2 separate regions of the Canis lupus genome follow, and region 2 is linked to region 1. A link is a contact called in public Hi-C data. All regions are on one chromosome and are shown on one strand. Each heading gives the region's core, a stretch centred on a gene start, on an enhancer-like site or on the middle of the called end of the contact. The rest is flanking DNA. Distances are from core to core; before and after follow the strand shown. Region 1 holds the start of MXD1 (max dimerization protein 1). Region 2 overlaps C10H2orf42.

Region 1 (7,172 bases), core at 253-2,752:
CCAAAAGGGAGGTTTCAACCTCAATCATTCCTCTTTGCCATTATAAGTAGATGTAACAGAGGAGATAAACCATTGCATTTAATTTACATGTCGAATATGAAGTCCTACCCCTAAGGCTAAATCAGATACTTTAACGTGTCTGTACAATCTTCACTATGAAAAGTAAAAGAAACGGATAACGTCCAGCCTCTTTGATTATTTAAAAAAAAAAAAAAAAAAAAAAAAAAAGCTTGCCCTGAATCTGCAACTTCTGTAGGCAAAATATTGTCACGGTTACCAATCTCACTGGAAGTTTCCACAGATTTTTGTTGTTGTTGTCGTTGTTCCAAAAGGGAAGAAAAGCAAAAATTAAGTTTAAAAAGTTCATAAAGAAGCGCAAAGCTTTTCCATTTCTCCTTTCTGTCCCCTCAACCCAAACAGAAGGGCTGCTTCCTCCAGTGGCTTAGGACCATGTGCGCCTTCCTGAATCCTGATCGCCACTTAACGCATTTTCCTGGGTCATAATCACCACAGGCCACTTCCATTCTGCAGTTTGTATCGTGATCCGAGAGAGAAAGAGAAAGATTTACGAAATTACCTGCTACTGCTGTTATTCTTCTTGGATTTGTTCCTCCGTTTTAAGGCATCTCTGTCCTTGTTACTGTAGGGTAACATGGAGGCATAACCATGTTCAGCTTCTAGAAAACCGGAGGACCCAGTTAATGAATGAGCCTGGAACCTTCAACACTCCCCCCCCCCCCAGCCCCCTGCACAGGAGCTCCTTGTAGACCTTATTTTTCATCACGAGCATGTGATGAAAAGAAATTTCTGTGTCAAGAAATAAGCGATGCAAGGTGGAATTCTTAGAACAAGGATTTCTTTTTTTTTTTTAAACTCCTCCCTTAAATTGTGTGAGCACCCTCAGTCCGGAGCAGGTGCAAGGAGCGAGCGAGCTGCTCATTGTTGAGGCTCAGCTCGCGGAGCCCGGGCTGCCCGCTGGGGACGTCCCGCAGGTTGGTGCGCCCTGCGCGGGGCGGCATCCCGGGCACCCCGAGCACCCCGGGCACCCCGCGCACCCCGAGCACCCCGGGCACCCCGCGCACCCCCGGCACCCCGAGCACCCCGTGCACCTAGCGCACCCCGTGCACCCCGAGCACCCCGTGCACCCCGAGCACCCCGTGCACCCCGAGCACCCCGGGCACCCCGCGCACCCCCGCCCCCCCGGGCGGAGCGGCCTCCCCTCGCACCGCGCGTGGGGCAGCCGGAGGGTTGGAGGCGCTCGCGGTCGCGCCCTCCGCCCCCCCAGCGGCCGTGCCCCGCAGAGCCCCCGGCCCCGGCCCGGCGCGGACCCCCGGCCCCGTGCACCTCTCTCCCGCCGCTCCAGGTAGTCGGCCGCCTCCAGCAGCATCTGGATGTTCATCCGAACCGCCGCCGCCATTCTGCACCGGGGGCCGCGGCCGCGGGACCAACCCCCACCGCTCGGGCTCGCCGCCGCCGCCGGGCCCCGCGGAGCAGGGCGGGGAGAGCCTGTCGGGCGACCGCGCTCGCCGGGAGGGAGGGGCCCGGGGCGCTGGGCGCCGCCGACACCGTGACAGCAGCCGGGGAAGAGCCGCCGCCGCCACCGCCGCCGAGTGTTTATCTCCGACTCACCATCCCCCCGCCCCCAGGCCCTGCTCTTGACAGGCCCGCTCCGGCCGCGCTCCCCATTGGGCGCCCGGAAGAACGCCCCGCCCCCGGCCTTGCCCGATTGGGGAGACGCGCCGCGGCCCCGCCCCCTGGGGTCCGCTCCTCTCTCTGGTTGGTCACGCTTGACAAGGCCCGGGCTCCGCCCCCTCCTCCCAATTGGCGGCCGGGTTCGCGACTCCGCCTCGTGCTCCTTGCCCGCTGCCCATTGGCCCGACGCCGACGGCCCCGCTCTGCCTTGCCGCCATTGGCCGGAGCGGGGGCAGCGAGCCGCCTTGCCGGCCTCCCATTGGCGGAGCCGCCGAGACCGCCCAGCCCCGGTGACGTCACCTCGCCGGCCCGGCGGACCCGGGAGGCGGTGAGCGGCCGAGCTCCCGAGCTCCCGAGCTCCCCGGGCCGCGCCGGCTGCGGGGCTGCCCCGGGCGCGGCGCTGACTCACCGGCCGCCGCGGACCTGGGCGCCGCCGCGCATCCCCCGCAGCGAGGGCGCCGGCGGCCTGGAGGGGCCGGGCCCCCGCGGGCGCCACGTGGCTCGCGCCCCCGCCCCCGCCCCCGCCCCGGGCGCCCTGCACCTGCGGGATGACCCGCGTCCTATCACGACGTTCTTTGACCTCAGTCTCGTTCAGGGTCTTTCCTTCCCTTTTAATTGTCGATGAAAACGTTTAAGAAAAAAAAAAAAAAAAAAAAAAAAAAGCTTTCTCTGCTCAAGACTATGGATGGGGTTTGTGGGGGGGGGGGGCGGTGCCAATAGAAATATATGGAACTAAAAAAATTAAGGATTTAAGCCCTATCAAGATTTTTGAGAGGAGAGCCGGCTGGAGGCCCAAGTTACCCTGTTAATATACTGACATCTGCATTTTAAAAAGGAAGAATAAATGTCTTGGTCAGCTTGGACAGATTCCATACAGCTTAAAAAAAAAAGTTTACTGTTGCCAATACATGAAAATAAGAGCTTTACTGTTTCACGTGCATTATCACTAGTCCTCCGTGCAACCCCATTAGGTAGGTTAATTATCTACATTTTGCATACAAGGAAACGGACCCAGAGACGCTAAATGACTTTCCTTGTCATCCATTTAGCCAGAGATGGAGACTGAACCCAGATGTGTTTCGCCTGGAACCATATAAACACTTGCTTTCAACAGGAGTAAAAAAATAGATTTCCAAAAAAAAAAAAAAAAAAAAAAAAGAAAAAAGAAATAGATTTCCAGACTGACTCACAAACTCTGACCCCCAAACAGTGGGGGGAAGAAGAAGAAAAACATGTAAATGTAATCATGATGGGAATTTTTTGAACATGTCCTTTTTAATGGTTGACAAATCCATTAAAATTAAATAAAGTCAACAGAACTAACAACTAGAATGAACGTTATAGACCATGCCTGGCGTATAGGGAACATTTCCTGGTTTTGATGGTAAACTGAATAAAAGCTTATTCTTTATGAAAGCTAATACACTCAAGATAAAGGTTTTCAAGAAAGCACAAAGAGAAATGAGAATGGGGATATAACATTTTTAACGAGTATTTCTTAATTGCAAGTTATTTATAAAACAAATTTGAAAGTCAATGAAATGAATTCTACTAAAGTACTAAAACTAACAATAGTAAAAACACTGACTTCCTTATCTTAAATTTGGATTTTATATACTTTTATATTTTCTCTGTGTTTTATCATAAACATTCAGCATATTTCTTTATTCTTTCTCTTATCCTTAATTTTCTTTCAGCCCAGTCTTATTTCAATACCATGATCCTTCTCCTTGAATCAATGTGATTGAAAACCACAAAGAAGGATAAAAGGTTGAAATCTGAGGCAGAAATAGCAAATTAATAATTTAAACACCAACAGGTTTATCTTTAAAAACATTTCTTAAAAACATTTTATTCTTAATTTTTACACCTAACATGGGACTTGAACTTACAACCCCAAGATCAAGAGTTTCATGCTTTTCTGATTGAGCCAGCCAGATACCCACCAACAGGTTTATCTTAAACCATGGACAAAAATACTAGGTTGTATAATAATCACAGAATTAGATGAAAGAACGGACTCTTTCTATTCCCTGGCAGTGGTGGAAGAAATTATCAAATAGCCAGGAACACCAAGTAGGAATTAGTATCATGAACTTCAAGGGGTATTTGGTGCCATCTACTGGACATCAAGTAGTATAGAACAAAAATTTTGTTTTGTTTTTCTAGATTATTTTACACAAATGTACACAATGCCTAGTGAAGATAACCTAAAAGTATAGGTTTTGAAGAAAAGTGGAAATCCTAAAACAAGGTATAAGTGGTGACCCCTAGCACCTTGTGCCTCAAAGGCATTATAAAAGCATTGACCACTAGGCACAAACCCAAAAATAAAAATTGGGAATTCCAGAATGTTTGAAATTGTTTTGTGACCAGAATTTTAAATAAAAAGTTATGCATAAACATGGGTTGTCCAACAATCATTCACATTTTCAAACAGACATCAAGATAAACTAATAGAATTGGGAAGGAGAAAGAAAATGCTGAAAATGGGGATGCATAAACACAGTAGATACTATACTTGCTAGATAATTTTTACTGCGTCTTTCAGAAGGCTAAGACCCAGCCTTTTTCCTGTGAGGGGCTTATGTCCCAGAGGCATAGGATAGTAGGTAGATGCCAATGCCAAGTCGCAGGGTCATTAAATGCTATGGGAACTGTGACGTGGAGATGCCTCTTCAGTGAATCCCTCAGAGCGGCAGAAAGACTACTGTTGTATCCTTAACTGTCTAAAAAGTTCCAAAATTGTGGGAATTAAAAAATTATTTGTAACCGAGCTTGACATCTAACTGCTATGACATTAAAATGTATTTTGCTCTTACATGTCTGAGGTGTGGATTTCATTCTTTAAAGTGTAAAAAGGACTGAAATTTGCTACTTCCATATTAATCCCCTTCTTTGTGGCTACTTTGGATGCTCCAATATCATATTATTGGATGATCTAGTATCATGATCTTAAGCTCTAAAAACCTTTAAAAATGCTGCTTTCCAAAAATTAGCTACTCCATGAATATTTGTGATTTTAAAAACAGAGCAACAGCTAAACAGTGGTAGTACATTCCACAAAATACTTATGGTAGCAGTTAAAAAAAAGTAGAGGTATATATATTGGCATGGAAAGATCTCCAAGGCAGTGTTAAATAAGCTGTAAAATGTTCCTATAGCGTATAATTTATGTAAAAAAAAAAAAAAAAAGCCCAAATGATGTACTTTCCTCATTTGCAACGTTACACAGGTCCATAGACAGAGGTCTGGAAGGATACACTGCAAAGGCTTCACAGTGAAGAAGGGGCAATAGGACCAGGACGGTCGGACTGTACAAAAGGGGTCTAGCTTTGTCATGTTTTAAAATTTTTATGGGAGAAATGTGTCCATTTATTATGTGTCCATTTATTACGTGGGTAACTAAAAGTTAACATAAAAGATCAAAGGAAGTGGTTGGGGCACCTGGGTCCCTTAGTTGGTTAAGCATCTGCCTTCAGTTCAGGTTATGATCCTGAGTCCTAGGGCCAAGCCCCGCGTTGAGCTCCCCACTCATGCCATCTCTCTCTCAAATAAAGAAAATCTTTTGTAAAAATCAAAAAAGAAAAAGATCAAGAAAACAAAGGTCACTGAACAATTTTCATGGGTTGAGCAGGTGTTTAATGGGTGCTTTACTCTGTGCCAGTCACTGTGTGGGGCTGGGGCTCCAGCAGCGGGGGACGGAAGCCCGAATCTCAGGGCTGGATGCCTAGTGTCAGATCCAGACGGGAATACCTGAGTACAGCGTGGCAGGCAGGGGAACTGCCCTTAGGACAAGGAGACTGCAGAGCACATGAAGAACCTGGAAGCCTCCCATATGCCAGTGGGAACATGCAACAGTACAGCTACTCTTGAAAACAGTTGACAGGGCTTCAAAAAGTCAAACAGGATAGGACCCAGCAATTCCATTCCTATTTATATACCCAAGAGAACAAAAAATATGTTCATACAAAAACTTGACCACTTATGTTCATAGCGTCATTATTTATAAAACCCAAAAAGTGAAATGCAAATGCCTATCAACTGATGAATTATAAAAATGTGATATTCACAGAATATTAATTGACCATAAAAAAGGAATGAAGTACTGACACATGCTATAATTTGAACAAACTTCGAAAACATGAATGTTAAGTGAAAGAAACCAGATATAAAAGGCCATATACGGTATGATTCCTTTTATATAAAACGTCCAGAATTAGCCACATCTTTAGAAACAAAATGGACATTAGTGATTTCAGGGGTGGGGAATGAGGGTGGCAGGGAAGGTTACGGAGTACTCTTGATGGGGTCTTTTGGAGTGATGACAGTTTTTTGGAATTAGTGTTGATACATAACTAAATATACTAAAACTCACTGAAATGGTACCTCTGTGAAAGGGTGAATTTTGTGCTGTGTGAACTTTATCTCAATTTTTTAAATGTTAAAATAAGTAAGGGTAAAGGGATAGAGAGGGAAGTGGGGTTGCCCTTTAGGATAGGCTGGTCAAGATTGACCTTATTTTGGGCAGAGATGTAAAGCTACCCATGCAAATCGGGGTGGAGGTGGGGGAGCAAGAGCAAGTGGGAGACTTTTGAGGTAGATTCACACGTGTTCTCAAGGAACAGCAAGGCCAAGGGCAGAAGCCATGGTTCAGACTATACAGGCTTGGGCACTAAGTTAAGGGCTGGACTTCATTCTATTTTTTAAAAATATTTATTTATTTATTTATTTATTTATTTATTTATTTATTTATTTATTATTTATTTATTTATTATTTATTTATTTATGATAGTCACAGAGAGAGAGAGGCAGAGACACAGGCAGAGGGAGAAGCAGGCTCCATGCACCGGGAGCCTGACGTGGGATTCGATCCTGGGTCTCCAGGATCACGCCCTGGGCCAAAGGCAGGCGCCAAACCGCTGCGCCACCCAGGGATCCCATATTTATTTATTTTAAATGGGAGAGTGCGAAAGCACATGCTCAGTGTGTGTGTGGGCGGGGGGGCAGAGGGGAGGAGAGAATCCCAAGCAGACTCTGCGCTGGGTGTGGAGCCCGATGCTGGACTCCCATCTCACGACACTGAGATCATGATCTGCGCCGAAATCAAGAATCAGAGCTCCATCGACTGCACCACCCAGGTACCCCAACGCTGGACTTTATTCATATACTCCGGGATTAGAGCCAAAAGGTTTGCTCATGAACGTGGGGAATGAGGAAGAGGAGTCAAGGATGACCCTAAGGATTCAGTCTGAGCCAGGGGTGAGGATGGGCCACTTACTGAGACGGGGAAGCCGCCGGGAAGGCTGGGCAGCAGAGGACAACTCCGCTAAACCGAGCTCTGAGGGGTCTACTCCTCTGGGCACATCACTGCACGACTGCACAAGCCTGCAATTCAGTCAAAGGGCCAGGCTGGAAGTACAAATTGGAGAGCCACAGAAGACGTTTGAAGCCACACTGAGGACTCAAAAAGGGAGACA
Region 2 (7,037 bases), core at 81-2,580, 180 kb before region 1:
TCATTGATCACAGAATGGAGACACTGAAAGACACAGAAGTAAAAGCCTGTCTTCAGGGAGAAAAGAAGGGAATGACATTTCCTATATGCCTACTATGTGCCAGGCACTCTCATTTACATTCCCAGTCATTTTCCTCGTTTAGTCCTCATTATTCTTTGAACTTAGGCATTACCCCTTCTTTTAAGTTAAACACATACCCTCTCTGAGGCCTCTTGCTGGAAACAGCATTAAAAATATTTCATTTTACTGCAAAGGACATATTCTTTCTACTTTATCATGTTGCTTTGATATAAATTCCTTGTAATTCGTTGTCCTTGGGAACACAAGAAAAATCCGTAAGAAGAAGGCTCTTGGTTTTCTTTAGACTGCAAGTAACAAAAATCCAACTCTAACCACGTCTGGCAAGAATGGGAATGAATGACTGGTTCGTGGACTCTAAACTAGGGCTGGACAGCCGTCCTGGGGCGGCCGGGGGTGGGACTAGGCCTCAGGAACCCTGCAGCCCTGTCCGTCTGACCCATCACTGTGTGTCCTGGGATTTCACTCACTCTCGGCACCAAGCAGCTCCTTCTGGCCCGAATTCTGGCTGAGAATTCGGCACCTGAAGTGTGACTTCCACACTAGAGCAGGGACCGGCCACTGTGCTCGGTCTCTCATCCAAAGGGCAAAGACCCACAAGGAAGACTGGCGTTTTGGTAAAAGCGAGAGCTGTGCCCCTCCAAGGGGCAAATTAAGTGTCTGTCCTATGTGGTTGGGGACACTTGTGTGGAGAGCTCACAGACGCTTTAGACGCTGGTGGAGTTCCTCGAGGAGACTCCGGAGAGGCCCGCAGAGAACTCAGAACTTGCACTGGGCTTTATTTTTTTTATTTTTTTATATTTTATTTATTTATGACAGATACAGAGAGAGAGAGAGGCAGAGACACAGGCAGAGGGAGAAGCAGGCTCCATGCACCGGGAGCCCGACGTGGGATTCGATCCCGGGTCTCCAGGATCACGCCCTGGGCCAAAGGCAGGCGCCACACCGCTGCGCCACCCAGGGATCCCTGCACTGGGCTTTAAAGGAGAAAAGATTTGTGTAGATAAGAAGAGGAGAAATTAAAATTAGGTAAAGCAGAGTCTTAAGGGACTGATGATGGTCCCTGTGGATTCTGGATGTCAGATTACAAAGTCTACTGGACGTTTTGAACAATGATGCGGAGTCCTTTCAAATGCACGTCATCTATTTGTGGGAATATCAGGTTCCCTTCATGTCTCTGCCACCCCTCCAGGCTAGCAGGCCGCCCAGAGCGCGGTGGCCTGGGTCACGTCTGGGTCACCTGCACAGAGACAGGACGACGGGTGCCAGGGCCTGCCGCCTGGTGCGCCCGCTGCGGCCGCCTGGGGCGGATTCCTGATTCCTCGCCCCGCGGCCGCGGCCCGCGTGTATGTCGGCAGGAGGGTGACCTCACCCGCGCCCTCCTTCTCTGTTCTTTATCCCCCGGGTTGATTTCCTAGTTTTCTTCCTTTGCATTTTGTGGTATTTCCTGGTACTCCTTATTGGACGCTTTTTATTTTTTTTTATTCTTAGTGTTTTATTCATTTAGTGGCGGCTGCACGCAGCCTGGGCTCCGGCCGCCCGGGTCAGGGCCCCCCCCCCGCCCGCGCCCGGGCCCGGGCCGGGGCCTCCAGCGGGACGAGCTCGCCGCACTGCCCGCGCGGGGCCCGCCGAGAGGCTGGGCTGTGGCGCCGCCCTGACTGCCCCCTCCCTGCTCGGACCGTCCGTCACGGACGCCGGCACCGGGCCCCGCCCCACAGGCACAGCCGCGCCGGCAGGTCACGCGGCGGCCCCCCCGCGGGTGACGTCACGCACCCCGCTTCCGGCCGCGGCGGCCGCGCGCTCTCCCGCCAGGCGGCGCCGCGGAGCGTCCTGCCCTCGCCGTCTGCGCAGCCTCGCGGGCGCCCGGGACACGTCACCGGCTTCGCGTCCTTTCTGGAGCGCGCGGGAAGGCGAGCGCGCGGCGGGTGACGACAGCGGGGTTCCCCGCGCGGGGGCGGGGCGGGGCGGGGCGGGGCCGCGGACGTGGCGCGCGGGAGGGCGGCGGAGGCGGCGGCGGCGGCGGAGGGCTGACTGCGCCACACCCGCCTCGTGACCCGCCGCGAGGCCCGACGCGGCAGACGCGCTGACGGGGCGGGGGGCGGCGCCGGGCGCGGCCGCTCCCACACCGTCCTTGGCCCCCGCCGCCGTCGGGCGGGCTCCGGGGAGCCCCGCGCCTCCCGACCCGCCGCGGGCTGGGCCCCGACTTCCGGGCACCGTCGGGTCGGAGCCCGCGCTGCGGCGGCGCGTCCTGGGGACGGGGGCGGGGGCGGGGGCGCGGGCGGGAGCGCGTGGGGTCGGGCGGCTCCTCGGCCGCGCTGGCCCCGCCCCCGCCCCGTGGCCCCGCCCCCGCCCCGTGGCCCCGCCCCCGGACGGCGCTGGCCCCGCCCCCGCCCCATGGCCCCGCCCCAGCCTGCGGGCCCCGCGGCGCGGGAGGGCGGGAGAGCCGGGCGCGGGGAGGGCGCGGGTTCCAGGCCCGGCCGCGCTCGCCGGCTGCCCGTGTGCCGGAGCGAGGCGTTGGGTTACCCCCAACGTCGGTGTTTTCCCGTAAGATACGGGCCGCCCCGCCCCGCCCCGCCCCGGATACGGCGGCCGGCCCCGGCGTGGCGCGGGCAGGCGATGGCCCGTCGAAGTGTGCAAGTTGGTTTCCACGCTGTGCCCGGCTCTGGCCCTGATCCCGGCCGTGAGGACCGGACCCGGTGGCTCCGCGCGCAGGTCTTCAGGAGCCGGAGCGAACGTTGTCTGGCAGGCGCTCGGGCCTGCCCGGCCTTGGGGGAAGACCCCGCCCCCGCCCTCCCACCCCCCGCACCCCCCGCACCCCCCGCACCCCCCGGCCCAGGGGGCACCATGACCCAGTCGGTGGAACCGGGGCCTCGTGAGAAGGGGGTGTTTACTGGGGTTTTCCGCGGCGCGACCCCGTGAAGGCACCTGCCGGGAGGGCAGCCCTGCGCGGAGCCTTCTCAGAGTCCCGCGGGTCGGGCGGGCCGGCGAGTCCCCGCGGCTTCCGCGAGGCTGTCCCAACCCGGTGGAGACGCCGTGTCGCGGAGGGAGCGCACCTGACGCATCCCCGGATGCTTGTGTAGCAGGTGTCACCCGCCGGGCCGGGGTTCTCACAAGCCGCCGTCCTGGTTTCCGCCGCGGTGCCGCTCGGGGAGGTCCCGCCTGCGCCTGGGGGAGCTGCGTGTCCCCAGCAAGGGGACGAGGGCTGTGCGGGCGCCCCGGGGCGTGCTGGGCTCTCCCCTGGGCCAGGGACGCTTGGGGCCCTGGGACACCCTCGCGCACAGGTGAGGGCGGTCCCCCCCCACCTCGGAAGCCCCCCTTCCTGGCCATCAAAGCAAAACCAGGGTTTGTTTTGTTTTGTTTTGTTTCAAAACCAGGTCAAGGGACGGACAAAGGGCAGCATTTGTGGCTCCGAAGGCAGCCTCCCCGCCTGGCCTCTCCGGGCGTGTTCAGGGAGTCCTGCTGCCTACCGGACCGGCCTTTTCTTAGCTCCATCTGGCAGGAGCCACCTCCCCCTGCACCTGCTGCCTCCACAACCGCTGCTCATTCGCAGTCGGCGACGCAGAAGGCGGAAACGTGGTGCCCGTGGCCTCCGGCCCTGACCCGCGTGGGGCGGCCGCGTTCTCCGGCAAGGCCGGCGGCCTCACCGCTGCGGCGGGTGCAGGCGGGACTGCAGGACCCGGAGGAAGGCAACAAAGGCAGAAAGCCCGTGTCCGTTTTCATGTGTTGTTTTTTTTTTTTTCTTTTTTAATCGTGAGCTTGGCTAGTGCAAAAGAGAGAACTTCCAGGATGAGGCGAGCTAACAAGGACCAGTTCCGTAAAACCCTGGGGTTGGTGCGTTAATGCTCCGGCTCAGAGCGAGGCAGGTAGTTTCTGCTCGAGCGAGCAGACGGGGGCCCGGAGCAGGGCCACTGCGTAGGCGCTTTCGTTTGGTTTTCCTTTCCCTTTGCTGCCAAGGCCGGCGTCCTTCTGCCTGACTCGGCGGATCTCGGGCCGGACTAGACGGCTGCCCGTCGTCCAGTGGCAGGAGCGTCTTCTGTCTGGGCGAGTACAGCCTCCTCGCTGGCCAGGGAAATCCGCGCGAGGGCCGATTAGCCGCCCGGGGACACAAGCCTTCAGGTTGTAAACGCGCCGCCTAAGTCTGAGGACACCCCGAACACTGACGGGACGACCGAGAGCGGTCTCAGGGCGCAGGGGCTGGAAAGCCTTGTATCTAGGTTGGGTCTGTGGGATCCCTGGGGGGCTCAGCGGCAGAGCGCCTGCCTTCGGCCCAGGGCGTGACCCCAGAGTCCCGGGATCCAGTCCCACATCGGGCTCCCCACAGGGAGCCTGCTCCTCCCTCTGCCTGTGTGTGTGTGTGTGTGTGTCTCTCTCTCTCTCTCTCTCTCTGTGTGTCTCATGAATAAGTAAATAAAATCTTAAAAACCATTTAGGTTAGGTCTGATGGATTGCGTTTTGGAGACCTGAACACCAGGGCCGGGCCATCCTTGGGGCACAGAAGCAAGGCCCAGCACCCGAAGGCCTTGACTCGGGACTTGGGCCCCGTAATTCCCTTGGTCAGACGGTTCTGGAAGGGGGAACAGCGGCCGTGCCCTAAGAGAGCGGCGACCTCGGTTCCGTACTTTCCCTCCAGGTTCCACATTTAGCGAGCAATCGAGACCTGAGGAAGAGACGAGCCAGTCAGGGCGGTTAAAGGGGTCCAGTCCCTTGAGCGTCTGCTGCCCTTCGTGGGAACCCACACACCCGCTGCCTTTTGTCTGTATGGCCCTCGGCCTCCGCGCGGGCTTAGTTAACGGAGGTTTGAGAGGTGGGTCCCCTTGCGGTGGGACGATGGGCCAGCCTGAGGGTGCAGGGCTCGGGTCCGGTCCGGGTCCTTGCTCTGATTCACGGGGTAAGCTCTGCCTCGCCGGGGCCTGTGGGCCTGTGGGGCCGGCGGGCGGCAGGGGCGCAGGGCCGGGAAGCCAGCTTTCCAAGGAAATGCTGTCCTGGTCTCATTGTTGGCTTTCCTGTTGTGGTCGCGTCCAGGAAAATTGTATCATCAGCCCAAGGCCGAAAGTGCCAGACTGTGGCGGGTGATACAGGCATCGCGTGCGTGGATTTGGAGGAAGGTGAGATGGGGTTGGGAGGTCCAAGGATGGTGCCCCCAGAAGGCTGGAGCAGACAGAGCTGTCGGGGGCCCGTGCCGCTGCCCCGGGACCGAAGTTCCCCTCCAGGGCCGATGGGAAGTATGTGGTCAGCTGATCCCTTCACTGGTTTTTTTTTGCTTGTTTGTTTTTCTTAATTTTTTTTTTAAGATTTTATGCATTTATCTGACAGAGACAGCGCGAGTGGTGGGAGGGCAGAGGGAGAGGAAGACCAGCAGGGCCCGCAGAGCAGGGAGCCCGACCCGGGGCTGCGACCCAGGACCCCGGATCGTGCCCTGAGCCGACGGCAGCCACAGCCCCGGGCCACCCGGCGCCCCGTCCCTTACCTGTTAAGCCAAAGGGAAAACACTGTCGTGGCGGGAGAGGGCGTGGCAGGCTCCAGAGGGAAGGAAGGAAAAACCCGCTATGGATTCACCGTTTGTTTATTCAACATTTATTGAGTCCCACGTGCAGGCGGCGAGCGAGGCCCCGCGGATCCGGAAACGGACGCAGCGCGCGGGAGCCGTCCCTCGGGCAGGTTCACGGTCCGGGTGGGGGGGGCAGGGAGGGCGCACGTGCTACGGGGAAGTTAGAGCAAAGGGTGGGAGTCGGAAGTGTGCTGAGGTGTTTAACTCCCAATTTTTTTTAAAGATTTTATTTATTCCTGAGAGACCCAGAGAGGGAGGCCTAGACCCAGGCCGAGAGAAGCAGGCTCCCTGCGGGGAGCCCGACGCGGGACTCGATCCCGGGACCCCCGGGTCACTGGGCCGAGGGCAGACGCTCCACCGCTGAGCCCCCGGGCGCCCCCATCCTCCCGATTTTAGATGAATTACGGGCACCGTAACCTAGAGGCGCAAGGACAGAGTTTGGTCTTTTTCTGTGGCTTGGGGTTGGCCGGTTACGGCCCAGGAGAGTTGGCCTGTGAACAGGCCTCGTGGCCGGGAAGACCGAGCCGAGGCCGGGGCGGAGCGTCCTCCTGCGAGGGTGGGGGGGGGGTGCAGGGGGGCTGGGGGGGATAGGGGGGGCCAGGCCGGGACGGAAGAGGGGAGGCCGGGCCTCTGGTGCCGTAGGAGGTCGCTGGGCTGCAGGCCTACGAGGCCCACCTGAGCTCGGAGTCTGGGCCAGACGCTCGGGGCTGCCAAGGTCACCGCGGTCACCGCACTGCCTGGCGCCCGAGGGGGCTGGCGTCCCCTGACGGGGTGCGGGCCCTGGGGTGCAGGGGGAAGCGTGGCCGCTGGGACAGCACGGGCGCCGGGCACGGGGGCGCCTGCAGCGCGGAGCCTGTCCCCGATCGTCTCCCTGGGGCCTGGTGACCCGCGCTCGGGATCTGCCTGCCGGTTCGCTCCCCCGTGGTGGCAGCACCGAGCCCGAGCCTGCCCTTTGTCACAGGCTAGGTGCCGGCCCGTGGGGCCCGGGGCGCAGGGGCCACCTGCACACCTACCTTGCTGTCCTCTGCAAGCGCTCGACGCTCTCCTCGAGGCTGCGGCCGGCGGTTTGCACTTGTCCGTGGTCTTCTGTTCGGTTAAAGACCCTGTGTTAGGGCCAGGATGTCCCAACGGGCGACTGAGCAGGGAGGCTCCTCCTTCCCGGGGGACTCCGGCGGCCCCGGGGTGCAGCAGCCTCTTCTGCCCGACAGGCCGCGTGCTCAGCGCCCTGCCCCGCCGGCCACCGTCCCCTGATACACTCGCGGAATGGCCCCGCTGACCCCGTGCACGCGTGGAGGGGCGGCCGGCAGGCTCCGTGCTAGCAGACTCAACATGCCCAGCGGCGGAGTTGGGGCCCAGCCCCCCGTGTGCTGCGGTTCTGGCACCTGGACCCCCGCCAGGCTCAGCGTCGCCG

The links. A called contact is a pair of places that touch in the nucleus more often than the background predicts.
Region 2: a Hi-C map of blood shows a contact between it and region 1, with 3 times the contacts expected there. The contact joins the enhancer-like site here to the promoter of MXD1 in region 1. A contact is called at or near these places in 3 of 9 Hi-C or Micro-C datasets (amygdala and blood).

Annotation. Positions count from the first base shown.
Region 1 is chr10:69,846,093-69,853,264 of UU_Cfam_GSD_1.0, reverse strand. It overlaps MXD1 (max dimerization protein 1), which reads right to left and starts at 1,502. Exons shown (of 6, transcript XM_038551517.1): 1 at 1,345-1,502; 2 at 578-677. The coding sequence starts at 1,417.
Region 2 is chr10:70,027,149-70,034,185 of UU_Cfam_GSD_1.0, reverse strand. C10H2orf42 reads left to right here. Exons shown (of 9, transcript XM_038551527.1): 9 at 1-253. It also overlaps a transcript of LOC102151723 not described here. Among named protein-coding and RNA genes, the nearest start is that of C10H2orf42, 32 kb to the left of the region's middle. Within about 2 kb of position 1,330, at least 19 of the 20 cell types and tissues checked have an H3K27ac peak or open chromatin away from gene starts, as enhancers often do. A contact at or near this core is called in blood, where this site is marked.